Regions from separate parts of the Sus scrofa genome. Here all the other regions are linked to region 1. A link is a contact called in public HiChIP or PLAC-seq data. All regions are on one chromosome and are shown on one strand. The core of a region is the stretch at or near the end of the contact, and the rest is flanking DNA. Distances in the headings are between cores, read along the strand shown.

Region 1 (2,700 bases), core at 6-2,505:
TTCAATCTAATTATAAATAATACAAGGATAATATACTCAGACACATATTATACGTCTTCTAGAGATGCAGCGTAGTGCTTGGTTCTATAGGTGCATTAGGAAAATACATTTCGCAGCCTGTGAGCTCAAGGATCTTCAACTCTAATGGGGATGATAGAGGTAGATGCCATAAAGAAGAGAGGCCTACATTCCTGGTGAAGATAACCACAGCATCATTTGGGTGGCTAGGATGGAAAGGGCCTAGAACGGAAATGGAAAATGCTGTCATAGAACGTGAACTTCATCTGGCCCGAGGGGCAGAAGCCTGGCCCGTTGTAGACAGTCGATGTTTGTTGAATGCCCAAGCGATAATAGTTAAGCAGAAAGACATCATGTTCCTTTTCTGTTACCTTTCCTCCTCAGCCAGGACCTATTAGAACAGAAGGGCTTGACTTTCCCCATCACCCCTAGAGAAGGGCCAGGGTGCAAAGATGAGAGAAGGGGGAGAACCAAGCTTAGTGCCTCTCAGATCAATACCAGGTCAGAGACACCTTCTGTATCTCCGTGCCCACAAAGGTGACTGGAGCCTGGTAGGGCCCAGTGAAGAAATGTGCTACATAAAAGAATAAATGAATGAGAGGAAAAAAAAAAAAAAAAAAAGACGGATTATTTCAGGGAAGACTTACAGAAATCTGAGGGCAGAGAAAAAAACACCACAACCAGGATCCATACAAACACGTCATCCTTCTTCGAGGCCTTTCCCTTCTCCTCGCATGTAATTATTTCCCTTGCTGTGCCCCTGCAGTTCCCCCTACAAAGACTTAAGCCTCCTACGACGCTCTGCTGACATTATTTGCTTACATCTCTGACTCTACTAAGAAGAAAGGAGTTATTTAGGGGAAGGACGGTATTGTGTTCATCTTAATATCTCCAGTGCCTAAAATATCATCTGGTGCATAGCAGACAACATGATGTATAGTAGGTTCTGAGCAAATAGTACCTATTAATTATTATTGTTTGGTTCATAAACATCACCAAAGAGAGAACCTTGCTTTCCTGTAACTAATGTCTTCTCAACTCTTCTCTTTCTGGCTAACTTGTCTTTGTTGTCTGGCGTACAGCTTAGATCTTTCTACCTCTTGTATTACCTACTTTCTTTAATTCACTAGGTTTTATTTTGATTCCATTCTCCATAAAGGTGTGTATTGCCCCCTTGTGTCTCCGTTAGTGAAGCTGCCCACTCACCCCTTTTGGCATTTCTGCCCCCTCCTGCGGGGCTCTGCTGCCCTCTAGGGGGCCTTGTTCATCACACACGTCTCAGGAATCTGCACTTGTCAGCACAGTCCTTGGTTGGGATGGCTGTGCTCAAGGCAGGACTGACAAGCTCCGAAGCTCCTTTGGCTGCTCCTGCAGTTCGCGGTTTATGAACATGTGGCTAGACAGCATAATGGGTTTAGGAGGCTGCCAGGAACTGAGACCCATCACAAACGGAGGTTTGGAGGAGGCTGCCATGGGTCTCAGTACTCTCAGTACCAACAGGATTCTCAGTTGTGGGTATCCCGCCTGCACTTTGGCAATTTGTATACTGTGTCAAAGTTTGTTCTGTGGATCAGGATCCAGTTAGTGAGAGTGTTCTACCTGATGAATGAACAATGATTTCCATCTTTGCTTGGGCCTCTGGGATACAAAGAACTTCCTCAAAAAGCTGGGACCTCAGTGGGTTTTTGTTCAAGCCCAAACCCACCTCTAGTTACCACATCCAATGGTGATGACTCTTAACTCTATCCAGTTTGACTTCTCTATTGCTCACTCATTCACATGTGGATCATTCTTCTTGCTGTTGTGTTATCCCTTGTGTCTGGGGATGTACTTAATACTAATATTCAGGAATTCTTTGTCTGTTCATCAGACTTTCCCTTATCTAGTCCAAGAGAGCTTCCCTTTCTTCTCCCAAAGTGTACCTCAAACTCTAAACCCTTTTGATCTTCAGACCAGTTTTTCTCCATCAGTTTCTTAGATATGTTCCCTTAGGTGTCTCCTAGAATTCAAATTTAACAATTCCTAAACCAAGCTTATTTTTTCATCAGGCTCTCTCCCCTTTACCTCCCCATCCTTGGTCCCCAATTTTTGCTCATTTAGCCGTGTTATTATCAAAATGTGAATGGCTCTCCCAACCCTTCTGTTTTAATGTCCATCCTGGATTTCTTCTCTGAGCTCAATTGACAGGCATCATATTAACATCTCCAGAACTTCGAACCTCTCCTCCCCAAGTCTGAATCACACAGGTCCCAATCCTCCCATTTATGCAGGTTGAAAATCTAAGACTCATCTTTTAAGTTTTTTTTTTTCTTTCCTTCACATACAACATAACAATGATGAAAATCCTATCATTATACTTTGTACTTGAAACCATCATAGTCTCTCACCTAGTCTGTCAGAATGGATTTCTAGCTGATTTCTTCCTTCTTTCCACTCTACTTTCTATTGTATCTATGGAAACCAGAGGGATTTCTTTAACATATTAACCTCATCGTGTAACTGCTCAAACCTGCCAAAGCTTCCCATCACATTCAGGAGAAAATACAAAATCTGTACCTCACCTAATCTGATCTCCAAGTGCCAGGCTACATTCTTCTCTTACCATTCTCTCAACCACAGTGGACCTTGCTTGTCCCCTAAAATAACCATCTAGCTCCTGTCTCACATTTTTTTCACTTGCTA
Region 2 (2,700 bases), core at 19-2,518, 170 kb before region 1:
TCTTAATTTGTGAGATGTCATAAGAATATGGTTTCATTGTTTTGTTGTGGAAAGAACACTAGCATTAGAAGACTGAACTTCGGCATCCATTTACTATTATTTTCGGGAATTTCTCTGAGGTTTAGATATTCCTATTGTAAAACAAAGATAGTTTTTAGCATAAAGAGCTGCTAGTAGGATCACATGGGAAAATGTTTTTAAGCTGTAAGATCTACAGTAGAAATGTAGAGGTTTGTTACTATTAAATTGGGTGGTAGTAGAACTAATATACAGAATTACCTATTAAGGAAGTATGAGGCGAGAGAGAGAGGCTGAGTGACTTAAGGAGTATATCTTTGAGCAGATGGAAAACATCAGGCAAAGAGGTATTTTGTTTGTAAGAAGTTTCCATGTGCCAAGAGAACAAAGTTTGGCTTCTTGCTAGCAATTTCCCTACTAGCTCATCAGTGGTATCTGAAATTTCGCTTTTATTTCACCTGCATGATTCATTCCAAGCCCTTCCTAATAATACCAACTCTAATCGTTCCTTCCTCTATACAACGGCTTTATAATGTAGCTGCTTCCACCGAGGGATCATTTAACTCATTTATTTGTCTGTGTCCCCCCAAGCATACCCCTAGAGGTGGGCCTGGGGTGGAGGAGGGGCTATAACCTTGCTATACAGAGTTACTGAGTTGAATCACCCCTGGTTGATATGAAAACACTTCTGAGAACTACAACAAAACCTGCCTAAATCATGATCACTCCATTAACAAAGTATGAAAATCACTTCTAATTTCACCACAGGCTAAAATTATTTTTCCTACATAGCCTCTTAGTGATACTAGAAAAAGGGGGAAAAAGGATTCAGATTTGGGTAAAGCTCAGAGAAAACAGCCTAGCAAGAGAGCCTTCAAATGTGGGAGGTTTCCCCAGAGCAAGACAGGAGGAAAGGGGAAATGGAGCAAAATAAACACCAGCTGCCTTCCTCATATATCTTCCAAGAATCTGCCCTCCTGGCCTTTAACGAAATTCTTTTAAAAAAACAAAACAAAACAAACAACCAAAAAAATGAATATCTGTATGTCCAGGATTTCCAAATACAGATCATATGATTTTATTTCAAGGGGTGTCTGCATTTGAACATAATGCATCCAAATATATGTAAGTAGGTAATATGTCTCACATCCGCACACAGCTCTTTTTCATATGCACATATTAACAGGTCTGTGAACTGGAGATTGGCACTTGCCATCTGCCTCTGCACAGATTGACTCATGAGCTGCTGCAGCTGCTGTCCCTCTACACCCCTGAAAGGAGCTCAGGGCGGAGATCAGGGGTGAGTCACTCTGTGCTCTGGGAAAACCGGCAGAACAGGTCTCCAGATAGATATTTTCAGGATGAGATTTTATAAACCCAATTCTTGCATCTCCTCATATCTAGCAAAGTACTGACATCCTTCATGGTGACGTCTGCTCCTCGTGATTAGCAGTAACATTCACTCGGAGACCAGCAGTGACCTGTAAAATGAGTGCTTGGTGTCATGTACCTCCCCCCTTCACCAAAACCACATATATACCAATATTTCCACCTACATCTTTGGAGCGATATTTCAGAGCTATTTGAAATGCTGCCTCCTAGGCTATAGTCCTCATTTTGCCCCCAAGAAAACTTAACTCTTAGCTTTTATGTTGTGCTTTTTTTTTTTAGTTGACAGGTCCTGTTTTGATTAATACGATACAAATTTATGTAAGGCAATTTATAGAAATGTTTAGTCAAAATGTATGTTTAGCAACGAACTCTAAAGATAGTTCTAAGAAGAAAGAGGTAAAATGGAGGTTGTCAGTGGCATTAAAAATTATTTAAAAGCAGGAGTTCCCTGGTGACTCAGCAGGTTAAGATCCAGTGTTGTCAGGGCTGTGGCTTGAATCACTGCCGTGGCACAGGTTCGATCCCTGGCCTGGGAACTTCCACATTATATGGGTGTGGCCATGTCACAAAAATAAATAGATAAATAAAAATTATATACAATGGTTATTTTAAATTTGAAAAAGTGGAAAGGACTACTGCATACTGTCCTTGAAAAACAGCTTTTGGTATTCTGAATACCAAGAAAACTCAATTTCAAGACAAACTTTACTATCTAGCTGATGATCGTAGGCAAGTCACTCTGCCTCACTGGGTCTGCCTTGACTCAGTTGTTCTGTGTTAGTCAAATATGGCTTTGAATAATCAGGAAAGAGTATTTTGTAATTGTGAAAGTCTCTGAATTTTGTTTAGGAGTGATAATTACTTGCATAAAGACTTGCCAAAATTCCAGTCATTTGAAATTTGGTTATTTGAGTTTCGGCACAAACAGGGGAGTACCTGCTAATTCAGATATTTTGCACTAATTTTTAAAAGATGCACTCCTCGGGGTTGCCGTTGCGGCTCAGCGGGTTAAGAACCCAACATAGTATCCATGAGGATGTGGGTTCCATCCCTAGCTGCAAGTTAAGGATCCAGCATTGCTGAAAGCTGTGGGGTAGGTCTCAGAGGCAGCTCGGATTTGGTGTTGCTGTGGCTGTGGTGTAGGCCGGCATCTGCAGCTCCAATTTGACCCCTAGTCTGGGAACTTCCATATGCCACAGATGCAGCCCTAAAAAGAAAAATAAATGAATAAAATATGCAGTCCTCATAAAAACCTGAGGTAGGTATCACGATGTGCATACACCACCTTGC
Region 3 (2,700 bases), core at 189-2,688, 190 kb before region 1:
AGTAACAAATGACCTGGCAGTCTGTGTTCTGTTAACAAGGAAATTGCAGCCGAGAGCTTCACCCATTCTGCACAAGTCACAGGTTGGCAGAGGGTTTGTGTGCAACTAGAGTGCCTCTCCTGAACCAAGGTTGTGTGTTTTTTTCTTTTCCCTTCACTAAATTCTTTGTCTTTGGGATAGTCGTGTCATCTGAAGGCATTTGGAATGTCCCAGGGTGTTCAAACACTCGATATTTCTTGAGAGCCTTCCATGAGCTAGGCATTGTACTTGGCTCTGAGCATTTCAAAATACAATTACTGGCTAAAGAGTTATTAAAAAAAAAACTTTTATATACTAATACACTACCTCCCTGCAATCTATGCAACTGTGGAGTGGTACCAGAAGTTTTCTCAGACTAGAAGCAACAACACGTGTTCAAATCAAAATCGCCAGGCATAAGGGCACTTTCCCACAACTTAAAAGAAGAAAACTTTAATTGCTATATTCTCTGGAGTCTTTGAGCTCATTTCTCACTGGCACAATAAAAAACTGCAGATTGGACGGAAACATAAAATGGCACGGTCTTAACTCTCCTCCTCACCAAACCAAAACACAAATTAAGTGGGAAAAAGTACTTGTAAAAAGTGCTGAGGCGCCGGGGATAACTAGGACTAAGTGAAGTTAGAAATTCTCAGCAGTTCCACTTTGACATCGTTGCCCTGGAGCAGGAAAGGGCACCCGGAGGGGGGTCCCAAGTCCAGCCAGGACGTCCCTGGCCTCCAGCTAGTTGGGAGCTCGGAGGGGGCGCTGCGCGGAGAAGGGCTCAAGGACCGAACGGAAGGAGCCCCGGGCAGGCGCGAGAAGAGAGCGGGTCCGAGGGCGCCGGCGGCTTACCCATAACCGAGCAGTTGACGTCGCGCTGGGAACCACCAGGGCCCACGTGGAAGATCCAGGTGCCCAGCAGGTCAGGATAGGTGCAGTTGGCAGGAGTGTCACAGTGCGCGGTGCCCGCGACGTAAAGAAGCAGCAGGAGGGCAGAGAGCAGCGAGCCCAGCCGGGGACCCATGCCGGCCGGGAGCACAGGAGAGGTGGGGGAGGGAGCGGGAGCCGGAGCGTGGCAGGCTGGGGGCTGAGGCCACTACGGTCGCGCGCGCTCCTTAAAATAGTCCGAGGGGCCGGAAACCAGTGACCCAGCGTGGGCGGAGTCTCGGGGTGGCGGGGGCTGGGCACCCAGGCGTGGCCCCGCCCCTCAGGTAAGGGCTTGGTGGCGCGAGCCCCTCACCTGGCCGCGGCCCGACAGACGGCCTGGGACCCCAGGGTCAGGTTCTCTTGGCAAGGGATGTCTCCAGAGAGGACTGAGGAGCCACTGCTGGTCCGCGCGCGCCCCGGACTGCGCTCCTTGCAAAGTAACGGAGAGGGAGACCCGAGAGAGGAGAGAGAGAGGGAGGGAGAAAGAGACAGAGGTGGGGTGGCGGGGACTAAAGGTCAGAGAGAGACGGACACCGAGAGCTGGGAGGGGGAGGGGGTGGGGGTAGGGGACCGAAAGTGAGCAAAAAGCCCAGAGGGTGAGCGAGCTGGTTAAGTTTGCTTTTACTTCTTTGTCTTCGTTACTTAGTCCTCACCAACTCGGTTAACTTTTCTTCCCTCGGAACAATTTTCCGCGCGACCCCCAGCCACCCCAGTTGTTTTAGAACTGCTCTTCCTTCCGTTTCCCAAAACTTTCACTACCTTTTTTTTTTTCCTGGGTTTTGTCGGTTTCCTGTTAATGTTATTTGCCAGTTAGCCACGGGAAGATTCGACACGTAGTGCTCATTTGCAGTTTGTGCGATTAAGTGTTTTGTGTTTTTTTCCCCTGCTAAAGTTCTAGAACTTAGTTGTGCGCACGCGCACGCACAAACCCACAAGTGCACTTAAAGCTCTTGTTTTACAGCTGAAAAGCTGGAGGCCCAGCGGGGGGAAGTAACTTGGGGGGAGGAAGGGAACCAGCGGGTGGGAGAAAGCTGGTCTTAGGAGCAGATTCTAGGGTGACCAGTCTGATCGCCAGTAATTAATAGGTACCCCTATTTCCAGGTGCCTCCTTGTTCAGTGTAAGTATCACCCTTTCTGTAAGAGCTTCTCTGACTTTCCTGGCTCTTGTTGGAAGTTGGGCTCCTTTCAGAATCTTTTAGGCGTCAGGCCCTGTGCAGCATCAAGGACAGGTGAGGAACAAAACAGACTTTCCTGTGTCCCTGCCCTTTAGGGCACGTGCCTTTTGCCCTCATCACACTGGTTAGAAATAAATCCTTGTATGGCCAGTATTTTGTAAGCATTCAAAGGGAGCAAGTCCACCTCATGCACCTTGATCTCCCTTGATCCTGGCTTGAAAACACCAAGCGTGCTGGGGTGTTAAAAATAAATGCACTTCATAACCTTATCTTGGTCCCTAGGCCTGAAAGCTAATTTTGATTTGGCAAAAGAAGTTGCCCTTGAAAGCTTAGCAGTGGAAATGCTCTCTAATGTCCTCACAAACTGCAAAGGCAAGGGTGGGGCCAACTCTCTATCTCTAGGTTTTATTTCTGTTTACTTAAAATGATAAGCTGACAGCATATAATTAAGCTAAGACACTTACTGTTTAGAGATACACTGACAGCGTTACATTGCTTTCCTAATCTCTGAGAAAGTGTGTCATTTGTTGTTAAAAAACAGTAAAATTTTGTTTTTTAGGGCTGCACCCTCAGCATA
Region 4 (2,700 bases), core at 111-2,610, 130 kb before region 1:
ATACTTAATGAATGGAAGTCAAAATGGAGAGAATTTGTTAGTTGACAGAATATTCCATTTAGAGTGTGGTAAAGGATAGAAAACCACTGAAGTTTTCTCAGTAGGGTCTGATCATGTCTCTTCATAGTTCAATGCGATGACATTGAATATTTACTACTATTATTTTTATTTTTACTAATAATTCTTATTAGTCACAAAAAATTTGTGTCGCTGTCTTTATTCATGATAGATAGTATACATTAGAACGTTCAGTTTATGTTGTCTCACCTTTTTCTGAGGATTAATTTTAGGAATAAAAAAGGACATGAAGTGTCACAGATCTGAGAAAAAAATATAATTATTTTTAGATAAGATACTTGAGCAATCTTTCTTTACTAGTTGGTTGTGTATCTGATTAACTTCCAGGTCAGTGAAATTAGAATTTAGCCTGCAAAATGGATCTATACATCATAGTTTTGCAAATTTAAACTTGTAACAATCTTGGAGCTGGATCAATAAACTTTAACAGATGTTCCTCTCTGCACCTAGGCCAACTGTCTTATCAAGACAGTGGTTTTGCTTTGTTTGTTTTGTTTTTATAAAGATTCTGTTTGTGGAAGCAAGATTTGACCAGGCTTTCTTTGAAGTTAGTACCCTTGTGGCAAGTTTGAAATAAACTTAGACCTTTGCTCAAAAAAATCAATGCATCTGAAACTTTCCTTTAACATTCCTTTGTCTCTTAAATCTGGGCTCCTCGAGGAGAGGTTTGTTTCTTTTCACTGTAGCCCAGTCATCTAGTATGAGATTGGGTACAAATGAAGGGCTTTCTAGATGTCAGTTGAATAAATGAATATTTGAAAGAATTTACCAACTATGGACTTTGTTTCACTTTCACCTTGTTTACTTCTTTGGAAAGATACCCCCAGCGAGATTTTTCATCTTTTTATTTTATTCCTTTGCAAAAAAGGTTCTCTAGGGACCTCTTCACTGGATCTCTCTCAGTCATGTCCTTTCCTGCCTGGCTTGGAATTTTTTTGGCTCTGGATTTCCTCACCAGTCTGGGCTACACCCTCACTGCCCCCCTCCCCTCCTTAAGTCACATCATATTTGAGGACAGAATTTCCAAACCACCTTCTCCTAGGCATGTTTTTCCCCCTTTAAACTTGAAAAAGAGGAGAAAAGTTAGGCAACTTAGACAATATTTCAAACAAAAGAGAAGTAGTGGAAGGTTGAGAAAAGGTCAGTACGGTTAGTTAGTGAGAAGAGTCTGACTCATTAAAAAAAAACAAACCACAGTAACTGACAAAAAACCTATCAGACAGAAAATCATGAGAAGGTTTTGAGTGGCTGGCTAAGGCAATACCAAAGCTCTAAGTGTTGAGAATGGGAAGTTAATCAGAAAAGACTACTTAGGAGGTGGAGAAATTTTCATGGCTCCCAGAGGGAGGTCTGTGCCTGGCTTTGCCCTGGCTGGCTATGTGACTTTTCTGTGCAAATGACCCTCATTTTCTAAATAAGGATATTGGACCAAATGATGTATAAGATCTTTTCCAATTCTAACATTTTATGGAGGACTAGACTTTTCTAACAGATTAAATGGATTCTTATGTTTTAAGTCTCATATTTATATTTAGTCTCATATAATTTGATTCCTTTTTATAATTTCTTCATTATTTAATCCACAGTTATTGAGTGGCTGCCTACTATTTGAACAGCATTTTAGGCAGCAAGCTGGGTGAGATAAAAATCACTGCCGTCTACCACCTTATAGGTTTGGGTGGCCGTAGCTTTACAAACAGCAAAAAGGCAATTGGAGCAGAAGCAATGGCTGAGGGAGGCGGGGAGGGAGGAATGGAGGTGACATGAAAAGGACAAGGGCAAGAGAACACATTTTATAATTTCCTAAAATACAGATAAGGCTGCCACTTAAAAAAAACAAACAGTAAAATTGGTTATGATTTTTACATTTAATCCTTTGTTTTCTGAGGATGCTTAGTGCTGACCGTGTGATTGTGGCTACTCAGAGGTTTAATGCGGGATTCACTGGACTTTCCACACCACCTATAAAGAGGGTGGTTGATTTTTAGTTTTATTGGTGTGTCACTACCTAGCCTGGTCTATAGATTTGTGTTAACTGTGCAATAGCTGCTTGTAGATCTTAGCGGTTGCTCAGTGATTCCTCATAAAGCTTGATGCTGACATGAAAATTCAAATTACAGATGGCAATCCAGAGAATAAAAGAGCCTAGAAATGGCTGGGGGCCTGCAAGTGGGCATAAATGTGTGAAGCAGTGGACACATCACACCAGCTAGTGGTTTGGTTAGCATTTAGCCAGAAAGAGATACCCCACCCCCAAATGTTCAAATTTTTCTTTCTCTGTCCATCTGCCCCGTTTGCATTGTATGCCTGAAAACAGCACAGTCTAAGTCTCAGTTTGAAATCTCTAGGAGTTCCCATTGTGGCTCAGCAGGTTACAAACCCGACTAGTACCCACAAGGATGTGGGTTTGATCCCTGGCCTCCCTCAGTGGGTTAAGGATCCTCTGTTGCTGTGAGCTGTGGTGTATGTTGCAGATTTAGCTTAGATCCCATGTTGCTGTGGTTGTAGCAGAGGCCAGTAGCTGCAGGTCTGATTCAACCCCTAGCCTGGGAATTTACATATGCCATATGTGCAGCCCTAAAAAGTGAAAGAAAGAAAGAAAGAAAGGTAGGAAGGAAGGAA

The links. HiChIP or PLAC-seq counts read pairs in DNA pulled down with a chosen protein or histone mark.
Region 2: a contact with region 1 is called in an H3K27ac HiChIP or PLAC-seq map of alveolar macrophages. The contact joins two enhancer-like sites. A contact is called at or near these places in 3 of 47 Hi-C or Micro-C datasets (adipocytes, fibroblasts and heart right ventricle) and 2 of 2 datasets of contacts at active chromatin or transcription factors (alveolar macrophages and skeletal muscle).
Region 3: a contact with region 1 is called in an H3K27ac HiChIP or PLAC-seq map of alveolar macrophages. The contact joins the promoter of CTSC here to the enhancer-like site in region 1. A contact is called at or near these places in 4 of 47 Hi-C or Micro-C datasets (adipocytes, alveolar macrophages, embryonic fibroblasts and 1 more) and 1 of 2 datasets of contacts at active chromatin or transcription factors (alveolar macrophages).
Region 4: a contact with region 1 is called in an H3K27ac HiChIP or PLAC-seq map of alveolar macrophages. The contact joins two enhancer-like sites. A contact is called at or near these places in 1 of 47 Hi-C or Micro-C datasets (embryonic fibroblasts) and 1 of 2 datasets of contacts at active chromatin or transcription factors (alveolar macrophages).

The regions. Positions count from the first base shown.
Region 1 is chr9:21,948,331-21,951,030 of Sscrofa11.1, forward strand. All of the region lies in intron 8 of GRM5 (metabotropic glutamate receptor 5), which reads right to left. All of the region lies in intron 3 of LOC106504843 (a long non-coding RNA gene), which reads left to right. Among named protein-coding and RNA genes, the nearest start is that of CTSC, 190 kb to the left of the region's middle. Within about 2 kb of position 1,256, at least 7 of the 83 cell types and tissues checked have an H3K27ac peak or open chromatin away from gene starts, as enhancers often do. A contact at or near this core is called in alveolar macrophages, where this site is marked.
Region 2 is chr9:21,778,008-21,780,707 of Sscrofa11.1, forward strand. All of the region lies in intron 2 of LOC102160855 (a long non-coding RNA gene), which reads left to right. Among named protein-coding and RNA genes, the nearest start is that of CTSC, 18 kb to the left of the region's middle. Within about 2 kb of position 1,269, at least 19 of the 83 cell types and tissues checked have an H3K27ac peak or open chromatin away from gene starts, as enhancers often do. A contact at or near this core is called in alveolar macrophages, where this site is marked.
Region 3 is chr9:21,760,358-21,763,057 of Sscrofa11.1, forward strand. It overlaps CTSC (dipeptidyl peptidase 1), which reads right to left and starts at 1,439. Exons shown (of 7, transcript XM_003129741.3): 1 at 874-1,439. The coding sequence starts at 1,045. It overlaps LOC102160855 (a long non-coding RNA gene), which reads left to right and starts at 1,531. Exons shown (of 10, transcript XR_002346978.1): 1 at 1,531-2,177.
Region 4 is chr9:21,819,486-21,822,185 of Sscrofa11.1, forward strand. The region is part of intron 4 of LOC102160855 (a long non-coding RNA gene); the gene reads left to right. Among named protein-coding and RNA genes, the nearest start is that of CTSC, 59 kb to the left of the region's middle. Within about 2 kb of position 1,361, at least 18 of the 83 cell types and tissues checked have an H3K27ac peak or open chromatin away from gene starts, as enhancers often do. A contact at or near this core is called in alveolar macrophages, where this site is marked.